Regions from separate parts of the Sus scrofa genome. Here region 1 is linked to region 2. The links are chromatin contacts, called in public promoter capture Hi-C maps. All regions are on one chromosome and are shown on one strand. The core of a region is the stretch at or near the end of the contact, and the rest is flanking DNA. Distances in the headings are between cores, read along the strand shown.

The links. Promoter capture Hi-C pulls out the DNA fragments that hold promoters and counts their contacts.
Region 1: a contact with region 2 is called in a promoter capture Hi-C map of liver, with 7 times the contacts expected there. The contact joins the promoter of ACTR1B here to the promoter of TSGA10 in region 2. A contact is called at or near these places in 1 of 5 promoter capture datasets (liver) and 1 of 47 Hi-C or Micro-C datasets (embryonic fibroblasts).

The regions. Positions count from the first base shown.
Region 1 is chr3:56,607,950-56,613,217 of Sscrofa11.1, reverse strand. ACTR1B (beta-centractin) reads right to left here and starts at 2,862. Exons shown (of 12, transcript XM_021087260.1): 1 at 2,631-2,862; 2 at 411-475. The coding sequence starts at 2,678.
Region 2 is chr3:55,195,321-55,200,715 of Sscrofa11.1, reverse strand. TSGA10 (testis-specific gene 10 protein) reads right to left here and starts at 3,007. Exons shown (of 21, transcript XM_021087209.1): 1 at 2,878-3,007. It overlaps LOC106508550 (a long non-coding RNA gene), which reads left to right and starts at 2,610. Exons shown (of 2, transcript XR_002342527.1): 1 at 2,610-3,650.

The sequences.
Region 1 (5,268 bases), core at 1,613-4,112, 1.4 Mb before region 2:
TCTGAACACAATATTTTCTAGAGTCTGAAACCATGTAAGACCCGAAGAAATCAGAAATCATTTCTGGGGAGGAATGGGTGGCTGTGCATTAACTCCGCACTTTCTCCCCAGAGGCTAGGTCTCTTTCCTGGAGATTGTTTTATTCTTGCTGCTGCTACCACGCCCTGTCCCCAAGGGAAAGCTGGTGGTTTCTCCTCCTTCCTGGCTCCAGGAGGGACCAAAATCAGAGTCCAAAGAGGAGGGGGGAGCCCAGAGCACCTGTCTTCTCTTTCCAGAACTCAAATCTAGTGTTTCACAAGTCTAGTGTTTTCACCTTCATACAGGTGGGGGCAAGAGAGCTGTGACACGTGACCAGTGTTCTCCCCTGAAGCAAACCAAAGGGTTAAGGATGCTGCCTGAGCAACACTTACTAGTTTGGGAAACAGTATTTGGGAATCTGGTCTCCGGCAAAGCCAGCCTTGATCACCCCCGAACCCTGAAAGAGAAATAATGTTTAGCTTCCAACATTCACCTCCAGATGAAGGCAGTGCCCCATTGTGCAGAAGGTTGCTGCCCTACCAGGGCAGCCCGGGCAGGAAGCTGAGGACCTGCCAAGAGAGCAAAGCCAAAAAAACACAAAAAAACAAGAGAGCAAGGCCATTTACAAGTACACCAGTGGTTCAAAACTGGGGGCGATTTTGCATCCCCTCCTCCAAATCTGACCATATTTGGAGACTGGGGAGCAGGAACTACTACTGGTATCTTGTGGGTAGAGGCCAGGGATGCTGCTAAACATCCTACAATGCAAAGGACAGCCCCTCAAAACCAAGAGTGATCCAGACCAGAATGTCATTAGTGTGGAGATGGAGGAACCACGAAGCAAACCCTCCTCTGCATGCTCCATGGTCACTCCAGGCAGGAGGAATCCACAGCAGCACATGCTACTCCCCAAACCCAGCTAGAAGCAACCCCTAAGCCTGTTTTTTTTTTTTTTTTTTTTTTTTTTTCCCCTCCAACAGTCCCCAGCCCCCTCCTGTCAGCAGCCATGGACCACATACAGGATGGCCCAGGGAAGATCATTGGATGCTTGGGGACAGCTGGCACTTCTCAAGTGGTTTCCCCAGAGCCTACAAGAGGAGAACTTGGTTCTGCACTGCTTCAGGATGGAAGCTGGATTTAGAATCCCCCCCCCTTTTTTTTGGCCAGAATGTACAGTAGCTTGACATGGGATCTCAGCTCCCAGACTCGGGATTGAACTTGGGCCAAAGTGCTGAAAGCACTGAATCCTAATCACTAGACCACCAAGGAACTTAGAATCTTGAAGGGAACTTGGCATCTAGAAACTCCCCATCCACTGCAGGAACCAGAATCTCAACCCATGTTCCCAGAGATCTCCACCACCAGCCTTGGGGTCTGTAGAGCAGACATATACAACCCTAAGTTACAGAGGAGGGGTTGGAAGCCCAGAGGGAGCAAACCAGTTCCCTCTTAAACTTTTTGATTAGCCTAAGTGGATTATTTGCCCGCCAAGAAAGGAAGTGGCCCTGTCCTTCCCATGGGCTGATGGAGAGTATCCCCCAAGCCCAGTTCCAGCTTTCTTATTAAGCATCCCCTGCAGTGACTCAGGGTGCTCACATGGGTACTCCAAAAAAGACAGCCATTCAGGGATTACATGGGAGTCAAATGGCAGGGAGACAGATCCAAGAAAGAAAAGTGAGTCATTAACAAAAACTCCAGGGCTCCAGGGGCAGATACCCAGCTAGGAGCAGAGCCACAGATCCCTCCCTGTCCTTTATTTTCTTCCTGTGGACCAGGAAGCATGCTTAGCCCCAGTGTTGAAGGACCACAATGGAGCCAAGCAACTTTCTCCTGAGGTTGTCAAACAATTATTGCAAAGTACTCATGGGTTCTGGGAAAAGTAGTCCTGAATTCTTTCCATTGCCCTGCCAACTGTGGAACTTCTGTTTGGCTCCTGGAGCACTTAAGGAGAGGGTCAAAACAGCCAAGTGGCCAGGCAGGTGGCCGTGGCTATGTGGCCGGCAGAGCTTAGCTTACATTTTCCCCTGTCCCAGGAAAAGGGTGCAGCAAGGCCTGCCCACTCTGGAGGTGCTGCCTGGGGGTGCAGCCCCTTGGGAAGAGCTGTTGTAGAGGTCACCAGGCCAACCCTCTCCGAAACATGGGGCCAGTGGTGTGCAAGAAGGCAAATGCCATTCCTCCTCCACTAGGAGGGGCAGCCAGAGTCAGAGCCTGAGGAGTAGTAAAGGGGCTGGGTCGAGACCTGCCCTGTGACCTCACTGTCAATTGAGAAGGGTCCGGGGTGCGCCCCGAGCCTGACACACATCTGCCGGGTTGCCCGGCTGTCACTCCAGCCCTCCAGATGCTGACCAAGGGCCGCCAGACGGATGGGACTCCTGCCTCTCCTGACCTCCCCGCCGGGCTCAGGAGTGCTCTGGCTGGGGCTCTGCCACGCTGGCGAGGGTCTGGCCCCGTGGCCCGGGTTAAGGGCCAGGTGGGGGCGCGGGCGGCCAGCGCGGGTGGCAGGCGGGCAGTGACCAGAGGAGCGGCAGAGACGGGCCGGGGTCCCTGCAGGTGCCGCCGCATGAGTCCCTGAGGGCGGAGCGCCCGCCCTCCCCCCGGCCGCCGAGCCTCACGTTGTCGATGACCACAGGCTGGTTAGCGATGATGTCGTAGGACTCCATGGCCGGGCCGGGCCGGCCCTGCCCAGCAGGCGGGCTGCTGGAGGGACCAACGGCGGGCGGGCAGACGGAGGGGGACGGAGGCGGCTACAGACGCTGCGCCGCGCCCCTCCCATCCAGAGCGCGCAGCTTAAGCAAGCCCCGCGGGGCTTTCTGGAGGGCCGGCCCCACGGCCAATCATAGCTCCAAGCTGGGCGGATTGACGCAGGTCGCCTGGGGCCGGAGGCCGGCGAAGGGGCGGGGCCGCCGGGTGCTGGCCAGCCAATGGAGGCCGCTCGGAAGAACCGCAGGGGCGCTTCCAAGGTAGGCTGCGCCGCGTGGGGTTGACGTCGTGGCTCCACTCTTAAAGAGGACGTGTTCGGAGTCAGGAGGGTTGGGAGTTCACCTGTCCAGGAAGACTCCGTTCCTCCTAAGCTCGCTGCACCCGAGGAGGCTGGCGCTGGATATTTCACCCAAAGCATTTCTTTATAGAGCATTGAGGAGGATCCTTTTCCTAGTAAAAATTACAGTTTCGTGCTAACGGTAGCTGAGTTAATGGAGCACCTGCCACGTGCTTGCGGAGGACTTCTAACCCACTTTCTATAGATTACTATATTACACCCTTGCAGTAACTGTATCAGGTAGTTTTATTATTATCCCCATTTTACAGATATGGGAATCAAGGAGCAGCAACTGGGATTAGCCTGCAGGCAGCCTACAATTGTGCCGGAGTCAACTGCTGCATAAGTGCTAGATGAGAGTCCTGAATTCACTACCGAACTGAGCCATGGTTATTTGCATCTCTATATAACTTTCCCACTAGACTGTGAGATTAAATTTGGTAAAATTGAAGCACAACCGTCATGCAGAAAAGTGCAGAAATCATAAGTATACATTTTAATGAATTATACCTATACTCCAAACTTTATACCTATTTTCACAGTCTTTGCCTCCTTGAAACATTCAGTTTTCAACAGGGCGCAAGAATCAGGGCACTTCTGCTTCTAGCCTGTAGTTAGTCTAGTGGCTAGGTTACCTGGTTTTCATCTAGGCTGCCCAGGTTCAATTCTGGAGCAGGAAATTAAGGTCTCACTCCAAGTCATTACTCACTGCTGTCTCTTCGAGATCATAACCATCACTGAATTTAAGAAACAAAGCATGGGAGTTCCCGTCGTGGCTCAGTGCTTAACGAATCTGACTAGGAACCATGAGGTTGCGGGTTTGATCCCCAGCCTTGCTCAGTGGGTTAAGGATCCGGCGTTGCCATGAGCTGTGGTGTAGGTTGCAGACGCAGCTCAGATCCTGAGTTGCTGTGGCTCTGGCATAGGCCGGCAGCCAGAGCTCCGATTTGACCCCTAGCCTGTGAACCTCCATATGCTGCGGGAGCGGCCCTAGAAAAGACAAAAAAAAAAAAAAAAAAAGCAAAGCATGACCCAGAAACCTCTCACCCCTTTTGCTCACTGCTTTTTCCTCCTCCTCGGAGACCACTGTCCTGCATTCTAATGACACAGGTTAGTTTTGCCTATTGTGGAATTTCACGCAATTGAGGTCATAGATATGTTTGTTTGTATCTGGTGTCTATCCATTCATAAAATGGGTCATTGTGCAACTATTTAAAATAATGAGGGATTTCTGTATAATCTGATGAGAAATAAGTCGGGATGTACGGCTAAGTCAAAGCAAAGAAAGCCAGAGTCCAGAATGTTCTATGTGTAAATGTCTCCAATGATTGTATAAGCCACATTCAAGACTCTTCATTTGTTTATTTATTTGTCTTTTTGTCTTTTTAGGGCCACACCTGCAGCATATGGAGTTTCCCAGGCTAGGAGTCCAATCAGAGCTGAAGCCACCTGCCTACACCAGAAGCATAGCAATACTACGTCTGGGACCTACACCACAGGTCACGGCAACGCCGGATCCTTATCCGCTGAGCAAGGCCAGGGATCTAAACTTCATCCTCATGGATGCTAGTTGGTTCATAACTGCTGAGCCACGACGGGAACTCCTCAAGATTCTTTAATATGGGAAAGGGAACTTATGAGACCAGAACTCTAACTCTCCATCCTCCACATAACAATTTCGTTTATTTTTAAGGCTGCATTATATCCAATTGTATGTATATAGTACATTTTGCTTATCCATTCATCTGTTGGATTCTTGGGTTGCTTCCACATTTTAGCTATTGTGAGTAAAACTGCTATGAACAATGATGTACAGGGAGTTCCCGTCATGGCTCAGTGGTTAACAGATCCAACTAGGAACCATGAGGTTGCTGGTTTGATCCCTAGCCTCGCTCAGTGGGTTAAGGATCTGGCACTGCTGTGAGCTGTGGTGTAGGTTGCAGACAGGGCTCGGATCCTGCGTTGATGTGGCTGTGGCGTAGGCTGGTGGCTACAGCTCCAATTCTACCCCTAGCCGGGGAACCTCCATATGCCGCAGGAGCGGCCCAAGAAATAGCAAAAAAGACAACAACAACAAAATAATGATGTATAAATACCACTTTGAGACTCTGCCTTCAGTTCTCTGGGATATATAACCAGATATGCAATTGCTGGATCATATTATAATTCTATTTTCAATTATTTGAAGAACAGCCATACTCTTTTCCCTAGCA
Region 2 (5,395 bases), core at 1,758-4,257:
CTAAAATTTTATGAGTTATTTTTGAGGTAGTTTATTTATAATAAAAATTAATGAATAAATGTTTTGGGAATTCACTTCACACAAAATAGTAAGGTCATTTGTTTAACAGTTCTTTAAAACAAATAATCTCTCCAGTCACTCTATCCAAACCCAAGCTCCTCACTTCTCCAATCCAGACTAATATGTAAAGAAATCTTGTCTTTTTTTTTCCAAGAGCATAAAACAATGGCCTTAGGAGAAAGTATCATATATCACTTCCTCTTGGAAACATAAGACGGAGTTAAACAGTTGTTCTCAAGAGGCTTTTTTAGAAGGTCCTGCCAAGGCACAGAGGGTTAAAAAAATCCGATAGCAGAGGCGCAGGTCACTGCAGAGTTGCGGGTTCCATCCCCAGCCTGGTACAGTGGGTTGAAGGATTAGACGTTGCCACATCTGCAGCATAGGTTGCAGCTGGGGCTTAGATTCAACCCCTGGCCTGAGAACTGCCATATGCCGCAGGTGTGACCATAAATAAATAAATAAAAGAATTGGTTTTTCTAGACCAAAAGAACTTAATAACAATTTAATACCACAGACTCATGTTAATAGCATAACTAAGACAAAACAGAACTACCTTACTGACTAGCTCACTTTAAAAGACTATCACAGGGTATGCGTATAAGAAAATTCACAGGAGTTCACATTTACCAAAAACTGTAGCAACCTTAATGTTCACCAACAGTAGAGTAGGTAAATTACAGTACACTCTTACAACGGAACACTAAACAACAAACTACAAGCAGTAACAAGGATAAATCTTAAAAACGATGTCGACTCATGAAACAAAACACAAAGGAATACTTAGCACAATTCCATTTGTATAAAGCTCAAAAACAAGTCAAACTAGAATGTACATGTTCGCACACAAAGATGGTAAGGAAAACTGTAAGGAAAAGCAAGCAAGCCGCTATCATAGAAGTCATTACTATCTTGGGATAGGAAGGAGCTTGGATGGGAAAAGGGAATGAATAACACCCGCTCTAACTGCCTCTGTACATGGAGCATCTTAAAAGCAAAGTATCCTAAAACAAACTGAAAAAGAAAACACAGAGAGCTCAGAGACTATCTACGTTTCATTATATGCTGGGCTATAAGCAATGTGATTTTTTTTTTCATAAGGTAAACAAGATTTATTTTGGGAGCTGCCATTAAATAATGCTGAAGTGTATACCTTCAAAATAAATTTTTCATTCACATACTTTTCTACTTATTACCCACTAATTAAGACCAGATGGCTTAGTTCATTGATCAAAATTAAAATACAAATAAAAATCAGTTTTATCCTGACGATCTGAATAGTGAGACATTTCCCTTTTATAGCTATAACCTATTTTCTTCTAGTTTCAACCCGATTTTTATTCTATTTATTTCCTTAAAGGTTGTATTTGAAATTCTGAAAATCAATAAATTTAAAACAACTAATATCCTGAGGTATAACCGCCTGGAGTGGAAGAAGGTAAACACTGAGACGCTGTTATCTGTGCAAACGTTTTCTGAAGCCGCTATCCTTGATTTTATTTAGAGAAAAAAAAAAAAGTGTATTTCTATGTCTACTCGGGTCCATGTTCATCGCCATACAGTTATTCGATTTAATTGATTTTTTTTTTTCAAAGGAAAGTCGGCTTACCCTGCTTTTCTTGTGTCTAATGTGTACGGTATTTTAAGAGATTTTCATGCAAATGCCTAAGCAATCTCGGCCCTTCACCTCCCAAAGTCTATCAAGTGGCTTAGAAGTGAGAGGCTGAGAGTCAAGGAAGAGCCAGGTTGAATTCCCAAATCTCTGACTTCCAAATTCCTCAGCTCCACTCCAGAGCGTCTCTAAACAGAACAGTCCCCCCAACAACCAAGCGGAGAGCTGCTGCAGAAAGCGAAGCGGTCACCATAGGAACTTAGCGCGCAACCCTAAGCTCCCAAGAAACGACAACAGGGCCAAAGTTTGCTCCTGGAGGGCTTCTCTGGACCACAACTCTGCTCGCTACTGCCCCCCAGTCCAGTAGCTAATACCCACCTCAGGGGTCGCCCACAGTCCCCAACCCCCGCCACACCTGCCTTCTTGCAGCTGCCCTCTCAGAGGCCTTCTGGAGAAGGAGATGCTTCACCCCAACCCGACGCATCCCCACGCTTCTACCTGGGGCTGCGGGTCCCTTCCCGGGCTTCTCGGCCCGCCGTCCTCTCCGGAGCTCATCCTGGCGACTACCAGGACTCAACCTCCGCTGAGGAGCCAGGTCCCTCTCGGTCTCCATTCTCCGCCCCTTCCCCCGCCTTCCCACCCTAAATCGACCTGGCCCCGCCCCGGCGGGCGGAGGGAGGCGGGACCCGGCGGGAAGGAGGCTGGGGCCGTTAGCGCCGGCCGGCGCCGCCGTCGTCAGCCCCGCCCTCACGCTCTGTACCTGAGGGGGCTCGTCCTCCACCTCCCCGGCGCCTTCGCTCCGCTTCCGTCCCGCGCGCCCCAAGTCCCTGTGCGCACGCGTACCTGGCTCGACACGCCCTCTCGCGGGGACTATAAGTAGTGCGTACGCACCCACGCACGTAGCGACGCGTACGTCCTCCCTCTCGCCTTACAGGGCGCCGAGAAAAGGCCTCTTCCTGGTCCATCCGCGCCGCGCACGCCCACGCAGCGTCTAGACGACCCTCCTGAGCGTCCCGTCTCCTAGTAACCAGCCGCTATCCACTTTCCCAAGACTTTTTCTTTCTCTGTGCCGGCTGTGCGGCACCTGGGTGGAACGCGCATGTGCATGGTTATCTTGCCTCTGGCAGCCTTCTCTCAGCTCAGACACCTGCTCCTTCGCTGTCGCTTTTTTTGTACTATTTTTCCCGGGGATCGGATATCATTCTTACCCATGTTCAGTGAACTCTTTGCTCCCCAGAGTTGCTCTTGGGAGCAGGGAGGGTGGTGAGCTCTTCAGCCGCAGTCAGGAGCCGATTTTCGAGGAGCCCCCCAGGTCCGGTCCTGAAGCTGCAGCCTCTGGGGAGAGAGCTGGCGTGATCCGGTGAGCTCTGGCAGTCTGCAGTCTGGGGACCTTGCGGACTCTCTTCTGCCTTGCATAATCCAGTCTGGGTTCAGTCTGGGGAGTGACAGAACTAGCCATGAAAACGCAGATTCCTGACCGGTATACCTTATCCACAAAAAAGAGAAAGGGTATACTATCTCCCTTGATATTTAATGTTGTATCGTTTGTTTTCCTTATTAATACCATTTAAACTTGTCTTTCAGTTAGCAGGCTTCAGCCTTGGAACACTCATTTAACTTAACCAGGTGTAGTATTACTTTTGGCCAACCATGGTAGTACTGACCATATTACCTAAAAGTGAAGAAATGAGCTTTTTAGTGAAAAAGAATGAGAATTGCGTTTTTCTGGCAAATTTTTGGAGCCCAGCTTGAAATACTGCCTTCTAAACATTTTTTAATGTTTAACGTGTTTCATTTTTCTTAAATATCCCAATTACTTCTTAACTCTAATGGTGGCTTTATCTCCCTGTCATTTCCTGCAAATGAAATAGATAAACTAGGTTTTCAAAGCTGTTCTCTGATGATCTTGCTATAGTATTCACCTGTGTATTTCAAACATAATCTCACATTTGAAGAGACTAGTAATTCCTGTTTTTGCCAGGTGAGTACTCATTTTTGTTCCCACAATATGTTATTGACAGACATAAACAAATTTTGTTAGAACAAATTTCACTGGAGTGCATTTAATTATGTGCCACATCTTTCCAATTTGCTCTAATTTTTTATCATGATTTGTGCCAGTATATTTTCTCATTATTTCGTAGCCTTATTTTCAGATATCATATACTTTGTAAGTGGAGATACTAGAAAATTAAATTGAGGAGTTCCCGTCGTGGCGCAGTGGTTAACGAATCCGACTAGGAACCATGAGGTTGCGGGTTCGGTCCCTGCCCTTGCTCAGTGGGTTAACGATCCGGCGTTGCCGTGAGCTGTGGTGTAGGTTGCAGACGCGGCTCGGATCCCGCGTTGCTGTGGCTCTGGCGTAGGCCAGTGACTACAGCTCCGATTGGACCCCTAGCCTGGGAACCTCCATATGCCGCGGGAGCAGCCCAAAGAAATAGCAAAAAGACCAAAAAAGAAAAAAGAAAATTAAATTGAGTATCCGCGTTATTTGAGATAAAGAAATCAGAGGTCCCAAGAGGTACATTAATTATAGCTAACCGATAAAATACGTTATAAAGAAGCATGAGCTCTCAAAGACCATCAAAGTAATCTTAGGGAAAACGGTATAATCTCATTTCCTCCTAAAATACTGAGATTGTTTGAATAGGACGTTCTCACTTTCAAGCATTATTGAAAACAAATAGAGGGAAATATCAAAACCTCAAAACTCAGATGGAGCTGAAGGCTTGAGAGGAGAGGGGGATTATTTATATGGAAAGTAGGAACGTACTTCCTTTAGGGGAAAAATTATATGCAACCTAGATATTACTAATGATACTTTGGAAAGAATGTAGGAAAAAGATGATTTTAAAGACTAACCAGGGCATGAAGATTTTCTTTGCTTTTCCTATCAAGGACTACTGACTTCTTCCTCCAGCCCAAGAAAGTGAAAATTGTCTTCCCTCTGTGGAAACCTGTAGAGTAGCAAGTGCCTCATTCTGACCCACCTAACCCTTTGTAGTACCTTTGCTCTCTCCCTTGTGACAGATAATCCTGTGCAATTCTAAGATCAGGTTTCTCCGTCATTTCATAAGCCTCAACATGGAAACCTCTATTTTGCCTTTTTTCTTCCTTGGTACCACTCTCATTCCCTGAAAATAATGGGACTCAAGTTACCCACATGTTAAGCTGCTTGTTCCACAGCTAATCCATGCTCTGCTCTTTTTTTTTTTTTTTTTTTTTTTTAATTGGAGAGTTTGTATTGCTGTATCTTCAAGTGTACTCTCCCTTCATGGTGCCAATCCCACCGACAGTATTTTTCAGGTCCAACTTGTATTTGTCATTTCTGGAAGTTTGATTTTAAAAAAAAAAGTCACTTCTCACCTCATCATGTTCATGCTTTGCTCTGCCTTTTTGGAAGTATGGAATGGATTTTAAATGGCTGTTAATTATGTATAAATTCTCTCATCTGTCTCATTCCTGGGATTGTTTCTGTTAACTTGATTTTTCCCCTCCTGGTTATGAGTCACATTCTGCTGCTTAAGTTCTTATTGGCTGCCAAACATTGCAGATTTGACATTGCTGGGTGATGGAGGTTTTGGTTTGTGCTTTTCCTTAAATATATTTAGGCTTTGTTTTGAGATGCAAGAAGTTTACTTGGAAACAGTTTGATCCTTTATCGCTGCCCTGAGTAGTAACCACTAGCTGCATGTGGCTATTTTAATTTATGTTACTTTATGAAAG